2 separate regions of the Hordeum vulgare genome follow, and region 1 is linked to region 2. A link is a contact called in public Hi-C data. All regions are on one chromosome and are shown on one strand. The core of a region is the stretch at or near the end of the contact, and the rest is flanking DNA. Distances in the headings are between cores, read along the strand shown. Region 1 has its middle 160 kb from the start of LOC123410563. Region 2 holds the start of LOC123410563 (PHD finger protein rhinoceros-like).

What was found. A called contact is a pair of places that touch in the nucleus more often than the background predicts.
Region 1: a contact with region 2 is called in a Hi-C map of seedling, with 2.7 times the contacts expected there. The contact joins the enhancer-like site here to the promoter of LOC123410563 in region 2. A contact is called at or near these places in 2 of 6 Hi-C or Micro-C datasets (leaf and seedling) and 1 of 1 datasets of contacts at active chromatin or transcription factors (embryo).

Annotation. Positions count from the first base shown.
Region 1 is chr7H:222,458,175-222,460,874 of MorexV3_pseudomolecules_assembly, forward strand. No RefSeq gene overlaps it. Among protein-coding and RNA genes, the nearest start is that of LOC123410563, 160 kb to the left of the region's middle. Within about 2 kb of position 1,402, at least 3 of the 3 cell types and tissues checked have open chromatin away from gene starts, as enhancers often do. A contact at or near this core is called in leaf and seedling, where this site is marked.
Region 2 is chr7H:222,300,148-222,302,847 of MorexV3_pseudomolecules_assembly, forward strand. LOC123410563 (PHD finger protein rhinoceros-like) reads right to left here and starts at 1,405. Exons shown (of 6, transcript XM_045103507.1): 1 at 576-1,405.

The DNA of each region.
Region 1 (2,700 bases), core at 152-2,651, 160 kb after region 2:
TCACAATTCAAAAAATGTTTGTGGTTTCAAAATTTGTTCTATTTTTCAAAATTTTGTTCTCAAGATTTAAAAAATGTTCTTATTTTAAAAAATTGCTCGCACTTTTAAATTTTTCACAATTTTTCAAAATTGTTCTCGGTTTAAAGTTTGTTCTCAAGATTCAAAAAATAGTCGTGCTTTAAAAATTTTCTTAAATTTTAAATCTTCTTCCTTTAAAAAAGGTTTCTGATAACATCCACACGTGTGGGCGTTAAGAGGTGCTCCCCACACGTTTCGTGTGGTGTGTAAGGGAAACAGCCCACACGTGTGCGTGTGGGCAAAACAGCTAACGCCCACGTGTCCAGCCTCCTGCCTCGCGACCCGCACATCCGGCCTGCCACCTCGCGATCCTCACGTGCCCCCCTTGATAGTTCCACTCAGTTGTCATGTAACATTCGGAAGACATGACAACTTATAGGCATGCGGGCACGGCCAGCTCCACTCAGTTGTCATGTAACGCTGGGAAGACATGGCAACTGACAGACATGCAGGCACGACCAGTTTCACTAGTTGCAATGTAACACTGAAAATACATGACAACTGATAGGCATGCGAGCACAACAGTTCCACTCAGTTGTCATGGATAAAACATGTCAACTGATAGGCATGCGGCCATGATAATTCCGCTTAGTTGCCATGTGGAAGAAATGACAACTGACCGACATGCGGTCACGATAGTTCCACCTTAGTTGACATGGGAAAGACATGACAACTGACAGGCATACGATCACGGTCAGTTCCACTCAGTTATCATATAACACTGGAAAGACATGACAACTGACACGCATGCAGGCACGGCCAGTTTCACTATGAAGACATGACAACTGACAAGCATGCGAACGTGTGAGCGCGGCGTCAGTTTCGCCACACGTCGGGTTGACAGTCGCGTGTGGGCGTACGCGAAACAGGCATGTGGGCGAACTCCTTAACACCCACACACCAACCCCTTCTTACGTGACACAAAAAATTGTCATAAAATGCTAAGATTAGTGCAAGACGTACATTCTTGCGTGTGGACGGTTTACAAACGCCATACGCGTGGACGTTATCTTTTTTCTTAAAAAATGTTTCAAAATTTAAAAAAGATATCATTTTTCAAACTTCGTTCATAAATTCAAAAAATGTTCTGGTTTTTAAAAAATATTCTTCAAATTCGAAAAATATCTTTGCTTCAAATACGAAAAGAAAAGGAAAAAAAGAAAGAAAAACTTAAAAAAAAAGCAAAAATAGAAAAAAAAATAGAAAAAAAATATTGATTTTTTAATAGAAAAAATAAGCTGGGCCGACCCAGTTGGGACAGGAGCTCCCTTATATGTCACCCAGAGGGCAGGCCAGACCTATCCCTAGGTCATCCACCAGACGGCCCAATAGCAGGCACAGGCACAGGCGGGCCACCCCCGATGCCTGCGGCCCAGATTGCAGGCACCGGCCCAGCCAGGGTTTCCCTCGGTACCGCAGGCGAATGGCGGCGTGGCGCAGATCCAGCCAACACCAGCGGCCGGACTAGGACACGGCGGCGAGGGAAGAAAAGCCCGGAATCGTACCCCCTCGCACACCCGCCGATCGGGACCTCCGCTGCAGGCGGCAAGCGGAGCCACGCCGGCGGAGCAGGAGCGTCGTCCCGCCGCCACGAGACCGCCGCATTACCCCGGTCGGCCCTGCCCACCACCCCCCAAGAGCGCGCTCGGGCCCCGCGACTACGACGGCCGGCACGCAGGCCACTGCTAGTGGTCGACGGGGAAGGTGGTGGCTGGGTCCGCTGCGGGGACCAATGCCGCACGGCTGCAGGGGGAGCATCGACCAACGCCAGTGAGACGGCCTCGGCCAGCCTGTCCCCAAACCGGCGGGCGCATCGACCAGGTCTTCCTCTGTGGCCCAGTCCGCCTAGGAGAAGCCGCCCGCCGCCGTAGCCGGGGGAGGAGCGAGCGGGCCGACGGCCGGAGAGGAGGATAGGGAAACGTACGTGGGGATGATGGGGGACGGGGGGCGACCGCGGCGAAGGGGCAGGAAGTCGTCGTGGCAGCTGGGGTTGTGCCGGGCGGGAAGAGCGGCCGAAGGAGCGCCCGCAGATGGACGTGTGTGTCCATTGAGAAAAGAAATCAACGCACCAGTACATCGCTGACACAAATTCCTGTAGCAAACCGCGTCACTGCAGATGGCACTGTATCACTGCGAATCACCATGCATCAGCGACTGGGCGGTCCTAGCAGTGCATAAAATTGATTTTACTCTAGGGACACGGAGTATTTGATCCTGAGCTCCGATGAACAGTAAAATTCAGAAAAATAAAAATAAATAAGTTTTTAATAACATTTTTTTTGTGATAAAGTTTCTAATAACATTGATGAATGTTTTAACTGTCTGCAAATTTTTGCGATGAAATGACATTCATGTAGTCCTGGAGAAAAAAGACAAAATCGATGCTCCGAAAACACAATTGTTGAAATCATTTTAGAGCATTTTTTTTGTCCAAACCTCCAAGGATGTTACTTTTCACGGATTTCTTTATAATGCTAAAATCTTTATCAATGTTTATCATAGAAAAAAAACAGATTTTTGTGATGAAATAACATTCATGTAGGCCTGGAAAAAAAAGACAAAATCTATGCTCCAAAAACACTATTGCTGAAAGCTTATTTTTTGTCCAAACCTCCACGAATG
Region 2 (2,700 bases), core at 155-2,654:
ACCCAACATTACTAGTAGTACTCCTACTATAGTTGAAAGGAAGTAAAGCAACACATAAATGCCAGCAACTGTTGCTGCTGGAGAGAGAGAGTAGGGACGGACAGTGTTAGGGTGTTTTAAGGAAGGGGTTTGATTGATTCAGTGGCAGTGGGAAGATAAACAGGAGCACAAATGAGCAGATCCAGCAACACAGCCAAAGCAGCCCTATCTTCCATCCCAGCCCAGCCCAGAACTTCATATAAACAAACAGAGGTAAAAGGGACGGGGTGAAGCAGCGAATCTTGAGCAGAACAAGTGGTTATGTTGAGACTTGGCACTGGCAGGCACTGCTGAAGCATACGGCACATGGCAAATGTAGTTGTCTGATGCCCCAGAATCAAATCATCAATCAAATGAAATAAAGGGAGCAACGCTAACCGCTCGCCCAACCAACCTCCCGGGGAAGAACATGTTGAGGGGAGGAAGAGGAGAAAAATGCAAAGATGATACATTGACAAATCTCCCTGCTTTGGAGAAGGACTGAAGGAGGCGAGGATCAGGAAGGCAAGACATGTACAGAGTACAGACGCACGCACCTCTTGAGGCAAGCCTGGTGAGTCCCGTGAGCCACAGATGATCCTAGCTCTTCTTCCCGTGAAGTGAAGAGGAAGAGGGGAGGACGGGTGTGCGCTGCGGAGAAGACGACTGCTTCTTCTCGTGCCTTCTATGGAAGAGCGAGGGAGGCGGCTTTCGCGGCCTGCTTTGATCGGGAAAGCTCGGCTTGTCACATCCAAGAATCCCTCCCGTTGGCCCTCCGCGACGGTGCCTCTCTCTCTCTCTTCTCTCTCTCTCCAAAATGAGATGAGATGGTTTGTTTGTCAGGAGAAGAGAAGAGGGAGGGGAGAGAAGGTCTTCGAGCTGAGCGCACGCGGTCAGCGAGCAGTAGCAGCAGCAGGCACAGAGAAAGAAAGAGGGGAAGGGCAAGGCAGCACTGTTCTACTACACTGTTTTTTTTAGATCAGCAACACTGTTCTATTGTGGCGTGCAAAAGCGCTCTGTGTCTAGGGGGCCCGTATCCTTGGGCTGGGACCGGGGAGTCAGTGGGTATGGGTTTGGTTAAGGTCAGGCGTCGCTTTCCTTTCCATGGGAGCAAGGCAGAGTTCCCAGGACATGCATGGGTAAAAATCTTTTGTTACAAACATAAAAAAACAGTGAACCTTTTAAGAAAAAGGTCCCAAGTTCAGTGACATGTGTGAATTATGAGCAACGTGGCATTACAAGGAAAGCGTACAAACATGAGTTCTGGTACTAGTAGTACTATTTGTTCTCGCTTGTCACACTAGTAATATTTTTCAAAATTTCCGTCGAACAATTATTCTACTGTCACGGCTCAAAAAAATAAAATCAAGACATTTCTGAACTACTTCTTTGACAATGTAAGGCCTCCTTTGGTATATAATAGGGTAAAAAATAATAAAAATAGAAAATTCATAGTAATTGAGATGCATGTGCTATCTTAAATCCTATGAATAGGATTAGAAAAGAAGATGCCCTCTGATTTACATCAAATGGTTTATTTTCTTTAGGCTAATGTTATTTTCCTATGAAAAGTGAAGGATATAAAAAGAATCTCCATAGTAATAGGAGTCTGTTCCTACAAACCAAAAGGCTTTAAAGTATTTATTTTTCTATAGAAATCCTATCCTATATAATTCCTATAAGATTCCTTCAAACCAAAGGAGGACAAAGAGATTTTTTTGCTCGTTCTTGTTTCTTACCGAGCACAAGTGTGCTTTTCCAGCGGCAACTAAAATTTCTTTGGTCAACGACTCAACGGTAGCACCGGCTGCAGCACCCAGCTTAACAACTGTATTCATTGCCGACACTTTTGACTCTTTTTTTATTATTATTATTGAAGGAATGCACTAGTTTGACTTCAAGAAAACTACTTGTAATCGTACAACGCAGTGACCCACTGAGTGAGCCTGCTCTTCCTTATCCAAGTTACAAAAAAAGTCCCATCATTTTTAACGAATCAGGAACATTTCTGTAGATCCTGTAGAGCTGCATAATCCAAGATACTTATATGATACAGAAGACGGACATGATAGTACAGTACAGAAGACGGACAGAGTTGCCCCCATCCCATGATTCCCATGCATATGCATTTTGGTCAGCGTTGGGAATAATAATGCAGTCGCTGCCTCGATGATAGTGGTACTAACTGATGGGGATCTCGTAACCACTGTATAATATGCATACTGACGCATATGCACTGCCGGTTGGTAAACCAATTGCCAGACTATTTTTATGCATATATGTAGGTGCATCGTCCAAAACTACAGCTAAATTCCATGCACGCAAGTATGCTTGCTGGATAATAGTTCATACTTAAAACAAGTACAATAAGATACGGTCAGCAGGCTGTAAGGATTAAAATATTATGGGTTGTTTGGTTCCCGGCCTAAGGTTGTCATGCCACAATACCTTAGGCATGTGTTTGGTTCATTGCCGCACTTGTGGCTTGCCACACTTTTCTAGTTATATGGTCCACATGTCATACACTCAATTTTTTACCAAATCTTGCCACACTTGTGGTGTTCATTTTGTTAGCCACACTTTGCCTAAGGTTAGTTGTGTCAAAGTTAGTCATGAACCAAACAAGCCTTTATTTTTTTTGCTGAGTTGGATGAGAGAGAAGAGGAGAGAGAAGGGAAGTGG